Regions from separate parts of the Mus musculus genome. Here region 1 is linked to region 2. A link is a contact called in public Hi-C data. All regions are on one chromosome and are shown on one strand. Each heading gives the region's core, a stretch centred on a gene start, on an enhancer-like site or on the middle of the called end of the contact. The rest is flanking DNA. Distances are from core to core; before and after follow the strand shown. Region 1 has its middle 93 kb from the start of Gm22302. Region 2 overlaps Zfp536 (zinc finger protein 536).

Region 1 (5,077 bases), core at 1,411-3,910, 270 kb before region 2:
ACCTTGGGTGTATCCTGGGGACAAACCTGGGCCAGCTCTTGGGTGTCTTCCACATCTAGTGGAGAGAGCAGCCTCATAGGCAGAGGCCAGTCAATGTGTTTTGGAGAGGCCAATGTGAATATGTTGGAGCCGTTCAGTCAGTTCCGTCCTTCTGCCTGCATTGCTAAAATGCCTCCGTTGTGCCAGGCTAGCCCTGTCTTAGGAATCACAGCGCTCTGGATTTCCCAAGTCATCGTGGTCAATCAAGCAGGGGTCGGCGGCGGGGGACACACAGAGGAGAGTAAACATAAAATCAAACAAAAAAAGCATAAACTCCCTAGAATGGAGCTGAGTCTCAGGGGACCCCCACAGGGTGGTGGTCTAGGAATGGATGCTAGAGAACAGAGAGAACCGGAACGGGAGGGGCGGGGCTTTCTGCTAGAGCGACATCTGAGCAGAGGAGCCAGCCACAGGGACCCAGAGCAGCGCTGGCAACTAGAGCAGCCTGGGAGGAAGCCCAGTGCCTTCGAGGAGCTGAAAATGGCCCAGTGGCCAAGTGGCCAGAGAGAGAGCAGGGTCAGGGAAGAGTCTGGAATGGCGGAGTGACAGGCATGTATTTCATACAAGACCCAGTGAGGGTGGGAGTGGAGCTGAGAGTGTTGGTGTGACCAGAGGCTCAGACCCTACACACCCAGCCGTCTCTGGTGACCATGGACATGTCCTCTGCAGAATGCCTTCCCAATCCACCTGGAGCCAATTCTTGGCTCCCATTTCTCGTTGCCAGCTTAGACTCCTCCTGCAACCCTCAGGGTGCATGTTTCTGCTGTCTGTCCTCGCCGTATCAATGACCTCTCCTGGCCTGAAGAAGGGTATGCCTGTGCTCACCTGCTTAGCAACCAGGGTCTCTGGAGGACCTATCCCTGTCCTGTTCAGCACAGAGAGCCTGTACTGGACCTGCCTACTTGCCTATGGCTCTCGTATTAACCTAACCCACTAGTTTCTTTCAGGCAGCCGTTTCAGATTGCTCCTAGGAAAACTGGCTTTCCTCTCAGCCCAGAAGCTCAGGGCACCTGGGTATGGGTTCCCAGATTCAGTCTACCAGAGGAAGGGATTTGGAGTGAGGTACCTCACAGCTAGTTGCTTTCAGGGAAAGATAGGATAACAAGGAGGCATACCCAGCCTGCTTTGAGACCTTGGATCACCTCTCTCTACTGGGGCTGCCCAGACATGCCCCTAGTTTAGCCAGGGAGACAGGGTCCACCTGTCTTGGAGGTCTGAATAAGGAGCCTGAGATAAAAGTCTCGATGGAGGTTGGGATCCCCCTGAATAGCAGCTCCCATGTGAGAGCGCCAGGCTTCTTCAAAGCCCAGCGGAGTCTGGAGAAGCCATCATTCCCGTATTGTCCACACTGCCAGGTTCACTCCCCTTAGTGGTTGTTGTCATTTGAATATGATGTGTCTCTGCAAAAGGCTCCACCGCTCATGGTGCTTCCTAGAAGTGGTTCCATCGTGAAGGGCGCCAACGTCACCATGGATAGACCCTAAGTTGAGTTAGGTGCTCAGTGGACTGTTAGGAGGTGGGGCCTGGTTGGAGGAAATAGGTCACGGGGGCGGGGCGTCTATGGAGAGTACATCTTATCCCTGGTCCCTTTCTGTCTTTCTTTCTACTGAATGGCGTCTCTCCTCCATCAGGCCTCTCTGTCATGATGCTCAGTTCTATACCCAGGCCTACAGCGACACAACCAAGCACCCACATACAGAAACCCCTAAAATCGGGAGCCCCCAAAATTCTTGAAACTGATTTGCTAAGGAAATCTATGACAAAAAGTGACTGTTTTTTGCTTCCTGGGCAGATGCTGAACTCCTAGAAGCAGGGATGGGGCAGTGTCATCAGAAGAGAGGGGATATAAAAGGGATAGTAGTGAAGAGATGGATAACCCTGGTCTCTCCAGCCTGCCTGTCCAGTGCTCATTCTAGTCTTACTTGTCTGGCTCAGTCAGCACCAGCTCTGGCACTTGCAGCTACCCAGCCCCTAAGCAGCCCTCACTACAGAGTGAGGCACCTTGGGTCATGCAAACCTGTCACATGTATGTTCATCTACTACCCTCTGCTGAGGGTAACTGGCCCTTCTCCAGCCTTTCCCCTCACCTTCCCCTTCTGTCAGGGTTTTGTGACCCTTGGAGCTAGGCAACAAGATTTCCTTTTAGGGACCAATTGTCACAGCAGCAGCCACCCCGTCCCCACAGGGCACCTGGCCCTGTGGCACCTGCCTAGGGTGGCCACTGTGCTCCCAGCAGCCCTCCTGACGTCAATGGAGGGGACGCCGCCTCCTCTGCCACACGTTGCTCACGAAGTGTAGGCAAAAGGCAAGCATCCAATTGCTGCGGGTTAGGATGAGAAAGAATTTGGTTTCTAAATTAGGGCTCAGCACTGTGGCCAGAGACGGGAAGGGGAGCCTGTCAATTGATGGTAGCTACTTCTGCAAGTTGGGGGAGATGGCCCTGCCCCCTGGAACATTCGGGGGGCTCCCCTCAGCTCAGGCGCCTGTGCCAAGAGCCCTGAGAACAAGCCATCTGAAAATCCGGATTGTGTGTTGGCCTGTCAATCCCCAGAAGCACACAGCCTTTCATTAAAACCCGCCTGACATTTCTGTTATGCTCAGAAATCCCGACCCGATGCCAAGTGCCTGCTATTTGCCATCACATCCGCCTGGGAAGCTGAGGGCCCGCCAAGCCCACTGTGCCCAGATGCTCCCCAGGAGGCAGGATGGCAGGCTGTGCAGGGTCCTGGTAGGGGGTGGGGAATGCAGAGGCTATGACCCGGCGACCCTGGGCTCTTTCAGGGGGAAACAGTGGCTTCTCTGCTCACACGTTCAAGTACAGGTGTACAACTGCAGAGCTGATGGGGGCCCCCTGTACCCAGCAAGGCTGCACAGAGCCCACTCTGTCTGTGGGTGTCAGGACCCTAAGATCAGATATCTGTCTTCCAGAGCCACAGTCAGGAGGGGCTGGGGGATGTAGGTACAGGAAGCAGATGGTGAAGGTGGTTCCCCGATTGGGGGAGGAGGCAAGTGGCTCTGTTGGGTCAGGAGCTTTGTGGATATTGGGCATTGACTGGGGCGTCTCGGAGGGGGGACCTGTCATTTGGTCAGCGTGCCAGGAGTAAATGTGCCCAAAAGGTCACAGAGATCACAGTCTGTGTGATATGGAAATGAGTCTTCCCCAGGAAGGCCAGCAGGCTTGGGCAGAGGGACAAGGTGAAGTGGTACGGCTATGTCTCAGCTCTGCAGCTGCACACTGTACCATCTGCCACAGAACACCTGGAGGCCAGGTGTGGCCGTGTGGCTGCTATGAAGATGTGAGATACTCAGAGGTCTGGACCTTGGCCTTAGAGGATCCAGGTAACTTCCTTGCCAGTGATGACCATGGGTAATGTCTTAGTTAGGGTTTGCTGTTGCTATGGTGAAACACCATGACCAAAAGCAACTTGGGAGGATAGGGTTTCTTTGGCTCACACCTCCATATATTCATATATATTTATATCCATATACTCATACTGTTCATCATCTAAGAAGTCAAGACAGGAAATCAAACAGGGCAGGAACCTGGAGGCAGGAGCTGATGCAGAGGCCATGGAGGGGTGCTGCTTATTGGCTTGCTCCTCATCTCTTGCTCAACCTGCTTTCTTATAGAACCCAGGACCACCTGCCCAGGAGTGGCCCTACACACAATCACACACCTCATCGATCACTAGTTAAGAAAATGCCCTACAGCCAGATCTTAGGGAGGCATTTTCTCAACTGGGGGTTCCTCCCCTCAAATGGCTTTAGCTTGTGTCAAGTTGACATAAAACCATCTAACACTGGCAAGATCGGTAGTTAGAGGTACCACTTGGCCCTCCGTCACCCTGTGTTCCATTCATCATGCAGAACCAGCCATGGGCAACATTGGCTTAGACGGACTACCGATGCTTCAAGGCTTTTGATGAACAGCTCTAGGCTGTTCACTGTTCCCTGCAGCTTAGCAACTTGGGGGTTGGAAGCCTAAGCCACTACACAGTCCCCAGCTAGACCCTGGGAGGAGTGTGCCCCCTGACCTCTCTGCCCTTTCCTCATCCTGCAGAAGCTTCTAGTCATGTACATGAGATTAGGAACGGAGAAGAGGGGGGATTAGATCTGCACTTGATCACCTAGCTTGTGGGGCCTGGAGCTCCCGGGTGAGGGTGGTGAGAACTTTATGTCATCACCCGTTTGAGCCCAACAACCTGCCAGTAACTTGGCTCCTGTACGTTGAATTTTAAACCTGGATTCTGAGGTTTCCTAAGTTACTTCCTGATAATTTAGGCAAGCATGGTGTGGTGGCCTCAAATATTCACCTCACCATGGGCAGGAGATAAGATACCCACCATGGAACAGGGTGCAGGGGTGTGGGGAGGACTGGTCCGGAGAACCTTCTAGGATGGTAATGGTCACAGTGTGTGGATCTGTGAAAGTGGATTGGAGGTGGTGAGGATGATCCAGCCGGGTCAGCAGAGAGAGAGGGAGTCTGATCCTGCATGAGAGTAGGCAGAGGAAAATCAAACAGGTGGGGCCTGATCAGCAAGGTCTGAAATGTCACTGGCTTTATTCTGTGAGTCACAGAGTAGTGGGTGGAAACAAACCAGGCTTGGAAGAGGAGTGGGACTGAGATCACCAACTCATGTTACCTGTTTTCCTGTCCACCCATCCATGTGTCTGTTCATTTATCTACCCACCCAATCCACCACTCTATCATCTTTTTCTATTCACTACACTATCCATCTACCCATATCACCATTTACTCCATCCACCCATCCACCCATCCATCCTTCCATCCATCCATCCATCATCCATTCCATCCATCCATCCATCCATCCATCCATCCATCCATCCATCCATCCATCCATCCCATCCCATCCACCCACCCAAACATGTATCCATCCATCCATCCATCCATCCATCCATCCACTCCAGTCCATCCATCCATCCACTACCATATATTTGTATATTTATCATAAAATATATATTCACCTTTGCTTCTGACCTTGAACAAGGCGGAAAAATAATAATTTGATGTCAACTG
Region 2 (5,442 bases), core at 61-2,560:
ATTTCATCTTTAACCTTTGCAGCTGAGTTTCCTTGACCTCCAAGTATGGCTGTGATTTTCTGAATTTGTTACATTTTGCTTTACATGGTTTCTTTCTCTATTTCCTTTTTCTCGACAGGGAGCTGGGGCCCACCCCTCTGGCCATCTTTCAGCAACCAGAGCATCTTTTCCGAGGAACATTCTTACTAGACTGACAGTCCTTAAGTCAAGCATGCAGTGAGGGTGTTAAGGTAAGTCTCACCCTACTAGAGCTGTCTGCCTGGACACTCCTCACTTCTTCCTGTTTGCCCTGTTGAGCTCACACAAATCCAATTCAAGCCATCTACTGTGCACCCCAGTCAAGCATCTCCTGGCTACTAGAGGAGGCACCTACACCCACCCAGTAAAACCATCGGCTGTGGCTCCTGGGGACCAGCATCTCTTTGAGGTTGGGGTGGTGGCGGTTTAAAACAAAAGTATCCGGAAGACCAATGTTCTATTTTCTCATGGCGCTTCACCCCCGATGTTGTGTTTTCTACTCGGTTGCTTAATTCCTTTCTGGAGTTTTCTTCCGAGACAGAGATGAGGCTCCAGCTCAAAATCCTGAGGTGCTGTTCGTGTTTTTCTGGTTCCAAGAGAAGTGCTGCTGTTATTTTGAGTAGTTTTGATACAACCAAATCAAAGTGAAGATTTGAAATGGCTTTTCTGAAAGCCCAAGCTGAAGTCATAAATTATTCTGCACCGCGATTCTTTCTGATAGTGAAACCGTACCTCTGCCTGACATTGCTGCAATGGGAGAAAGTGAAAGTTAAAAATAAAATGAAACATTTAAATCTGGGCTGTTGAGAAGCTCAGATAGACATCAAGGCCAGTCGATAGAGGCTCCTATCAATTAGACTTCCACGCTTATCATTCCATATTGGCTTATTAGCAATTGCCTGGGTTCAGGGTTCCAGGATTAAGAATGTGAAGGGCTGGGGGGCGGAAGGGAGGCGTATGCGAGGAAATAGCAACCTGTGAAAAGGCCAGGTCTGTGGCTTCCTCTATTTGCAGGAGGCTGGGGACAGGCTGGTGGTGGCATGGAGGCCTTGTTGTGATTCTTGCGGGAGGAAAATGTCTACAGTGAGAAGGTTGGAAGTTTTCCCTAGCCTACCCCGTTATTTGAGTCGGAAAGTGTTGATTTCACACCGTGCTGAGTGTTTTCCCGCAGCTTCTTAGTGGGTGTATTCTATGTTGAGAAAAAGGAGCAGTTAACGAAAGCAGTAGTGGGGGCCATCAGAGGCCTGGCAGGCCTGTGACTTTGCCGATCCCAAGGTGCCCTCTAGGAGAGGGGTGGGCAGCTCAGGAGCTCCAGCCTAGAGCTTGCAGACGGAGCTTCTGGCTGGGTCCCTCCTCGGCATATCGCAGGCGGGAACAATTTTTGGTTCTTTTGCTGCTGGGTTGGGAAAACAAGCCCGTGGTTGCCAGTAAGGTTTGGAATCTGCCTGCCAGATAAGGGAATGTCTGTGAAGACTATTTTCCCTCTTGGGAGGCAAAACACAGATGGGGGAGTTCGGAGTCTAACAGCATTCAGCTGCTACATTGATGGTAGGAATTCTGCAGTGTGGATGCTCATGGTATCCGAGGGCCAGGTTTAGCATCGCTGCCGAGGGCCGCTGGTAGGGAGTTGGTGGGACTGGCTGTTGAGAGAACAAGTACGTAAGCTTGTTCAGAAACATTCAGTACTCTGTGCTTCTTGGGGTAGGAGAGGAAGCAACGCCGCCATGCTGGGCACTTCCGCCATGCTGGGCACTTCCGCCACGCTTGGCACTTCCGCCATGCTGGGCACTTCCGCTATGCTGCCCACTTCCCCTTTGACTCCCTTTGGCATGGGATATGAAAGAGAACAAAAATGAACTACCTAACCGAGTGCTCCCTACACCCCCAACCCTGCCTCCTGCGGACAGACATGAAAGGAAGGCCATGGGTTTCCCCTGAGGGAGACACACACCACCCCTAGTTTGGGCGGCTTTCATACTGTAGGACAGGCAGCGTCTTTTGGCTCACCAGGTTTCCCAGCACTAAGGCACATATTTGCAGCTAGTCACTGGACTAAACTTTGGGCTTCCTGGAACTTAAAGGACAATCAGGACTGTCATATGCAGGAGATATGGTCAATAAGGAAGCCTGAAGTTGCAGACTCCATTGATCCCAATACTCTGCCTAATTCTTCCTACATGTATGTGCCTGAGAGTTTATGAGTTTGGCACAGAAAAAGAGCGACAACAGTAACTAATACGAAGATAAAACAGTGCCAGCAATGTCTATTCATAAATGCCATGCAAATGTGGTTTCACAGGCAGGGGACTGAGGTATGTGCGGTCTATGGTGTAGACCATAAGCAGGTATGAGGATTTTTTTTTTCTGGGTGGGAAATGTACACCTTGGGATGACTTGAGAGATGTGTGTCATGTGACCAGGAAGTCAAATTGAAACTTTACTTTCAAGAACAGATTCTTTTTTTTTCCAATTTTTTAAATTATGTATTTATTTCATTTACATTTCAAATGCTATCCCAAAAGTCCCCTATACCCTCCCCCCTCCCGCTCCCCTACTCACCCACTCCCACTTCTTGGCCCTGCCGTTCCCCTGTACTGGGGCATATAAAGTTTGCAAGACCAATGGGCCTCTCTTTCCACTGATGGCCGACTAGGCCATCTTCTGCTACATATGCAGCTAGAGACACGCGCTCTGGGGTACTGGTTAGTTCATATTGTTTCAAGAACAGATTCTTATCCTCTGAGGGTCAATAGACAGGCCTTGAGAACAGGTAACTGAGATGTGGGCATCCCTCTCCCAGTCTCTTGTTTCAGCTCCCGTTCCCAGGCTCCCAAGGGCCTGCACTGGGAAGGGCCAACGACGGCCAGTGAGAGGAAAGAGCCTTGAGCTGGCCCTGAGCTGTTTCTTAGAGTCTGGAATTTTGTGCAGGAGATATTTCCTCACTTACACACTTTCGGTTCTCTGTAAAGGACACTTGTCTTGGTGAAGTCTCTTTTCTTTTCTCTCCTATTTTTAATGACAGAAGCTTGAAGCTTCTGGAAGGACCACTTGTTCCTGCTCATCTTGTATCTCTCCTCAAACTTGACCTTGCTCTTTCATCTGGCCTTGCATTTCAGAGCTTGGGCTTTGAAAAAATCCGTATCCATGATATCTTTGTTCAGGGAGATATCCTTGTGGACATGAGGCTAGTGTAGTTATAAATACTCTCTCTCTCTCTCTCTCTCTCTCTCTCTCTCTCTCTCTCTCTCTCACACACACACACACACACACACACACACACACATCTTGATCTTTGATTTCTTCCTGTTCCATCTTCCCCATGGTGGCTGTCTCTTTGAGGAGATGGTGATCAATTGCAGCTCCCAGAAAATGTCTACAGGAGCGGTCTGAGGCCAACATTAATGTTCTTCAGAATGAAGGCTCTGCATCCAGCTAGGATGAGCACCACTTTCCCGGGTTTCAGGAGCTTTCCTATTTTGACAGCAACCAGCAGACACACAGCTGAGAGACTTTGGAGTCTTGAATAACTGATGTTTAGGCCAGGACAGCCCCAACACCAAGGAGGCTGAGGGAGGAGCCATCAGACAACCTCAGCCTAACTGGCAGCTGAATTGTAAGCCAGCCAGGGCAACTTAGAGAACCTGTTCCAAAATAAAACGCTGAAAGTCTAGTTGTGGTAGTACACAGCTGTAATCCCAACACTTACTAAGCCGAGGCAGGAGGATCTTGAGTTCAAGGTTATCCTAGCAAGGTTGTCTCAAGATTCTTTTTTAAAATAACTATCAATCTCAACTTAAATGGAAAACACAAGAAAGTAGCCAAATCTGGTTTTATGTGATGCTGGAAAATATTAAGGCTTAGCAAAGAAATAATTTAGAAAAATGTGTTTTATTGCAATCAGAATTAATTACAATGTCCATCTTTAAGGGTTATTTACAAACACAAAAGGCTAAAAAATTTAAAATAGTGAACGGAGTAAAGAAAGTATATCAGAAAACACGGAACAGGTACTCTTACGAAGCTTGTTGAAGCTTAAAATTAGGAAAATTATAAGAAAATCTGTAATTGTTAAATTTGGTAAACAACTTAGTGGGCTCTGTAAACAACTGGAACTTGGTTCAGGGTTTATTCGTGAAGGCACCCCCCCTCAAGAACTAACTGAAATACAAGATACCCTAGTAAAATGGGCTTAACCTAGAAATATTCTCCAGGTTTTCTTGATTTCTTAGTTGACAAAAGATAACCTCTTAATGAGAAAGAGGATGGGTGTGGAGTTGATTAGGAAATAGTAAGCATCAAAGAGAAGATGGGAGTGGAATCACCCCCCCCAATAGGTTGTACAAAATTTTGTTTCCAATAAAAAAAAGTAAATAAATAATAAAAATGGATGGAAGCATGGCTCGGTTTGCCTAGCATGTGTCTAATCCTGAGTACTGCACAAATTATATCAATACAATAAAATAAAACAGGAAAGCTACAGAAACGCACCTGTTGACTTCGTATGTCATTACAACAGAAGTGTTCAGACAGTACCCCTCTAAAGAGAGCAAGACACAGCCCCCGAGCCCATAATCCATCCCTCAAGAAGATCTCCATGGTCAGGTCAATGAGGGCCAGGGGCTTCCAGAGGAAATGGTACTCAGAGCACCTAAGTCTTCCACTTCTCATCCCCCCACTTCTCATTCACAGCTCCCCTAGGCTGAGCTCCCTGTGGGCCAGAAGCTGTCCAATATTTCCAGTGCTTCTAAAAGACTAGCTTCCAAAATCAGCAAGAATTACCACCAGCCTCTGACCTAAACCATCCCCACAGGCTCAAGCGTTGAATACTTGGCCACCAGCTGGCAGTGCTGTTCTGGGAGGTGGTGGCAGGGCTCTAGGAACCACAGAGATGCTGAACTCAGAGGCTGGTCCTGCTGTGTCTCTACTGACCCCAAGCTAGCATCCCTTCCTCGGTAATCATCGCTGTATCATGCTACAGGGTTGGTATTTTGGGAGTGCAGAGGAGCAATGGAGATCGCAGGTTCTATGCGAAACTGATAAGGTGGACATATGGAGGGGATGCTTTATGTCCTACTGGATCTTCACCAGGATCCTTTGGAACTCATGGAGGTTAGATTTGCTCATAACTGCTCTGTAGACAAGGAATGAAGTGGGAGTGGAGTTCTGATTTCTTCAGGGAGAAAAAACCACAGCCTTAACTCTAGAGAGCAGGCAGAGAGGAACTTTCTTTTTTTTTTTTCATTTTTTATTAGGTATTTAGCTCATTTACATTTCCAATGCTATACTCTTACACGCGTTCTCGCGACCGGCCAGGAAGAATACAACAAACCAGAATCTTCTGCGGCAAAGCTTTATTGCTTACATCTTCAGGAGCCAGAGAGCCAGAGAGCCAGAGAGCCAGAGAGCCAGAGAGCAAGAGTGCAA

The links. A called contact is a pair of places that touch in the nucleus more often than the background predicts.
Region 1: a contact with region 2 is called in a Hi-C map of cortical neurons, with 3 times the contacts expected there. The contact joins two enhancer-like sites. A contact is called at or near these places in 4 of 39 promoter capture datasets (the HPC-7 cell line, embryonic stem cells, hippocampal neurons and 1 more) and 1 of 484 Hi-C or Micro-C datasets (cortical neurons).

The regions. Positions count from the first base shown.
Region 1 is chr7:37,914,489-37,919,565 of GRCm38.p6, reverse strand. No RefSeq gene overlaps it. Among named protein-coding and RNA genes, the nearest start is that of Gm22302, 93 kb to the right of the region's middle. Within about 2 kb of position 2,660, at least 16 of the 459 cell types and tissues checked have an H3K27ac peak or open chromatin away from gene starts, as enhancers often do. A contact at or near this core is called in cortical neurons and hippocampal neurons, where this site is marked.
Region 2 is chr7:37,644,474-37,649,915 of GRCm38.p6, reverse strand. It overlaps Zfp536 (zinc finger protein 536), which reads left to right. Exons shown (of 6, transcript NM_172385.2): 3 at 119-230. Among named protein-coding and RNA genes, the nearest start is that of 4930505M18Rik, 23 kb to the left of the region's middle. Within about 2 kb of position 1,310, at least 13 of the 459 cell types and tissues checked have an H3K27ac peak or open chromatin away from gene starts, as enhancers often do. A contact at or near this core is called in cortical neurons and hippocampal neurons, where this site is marked.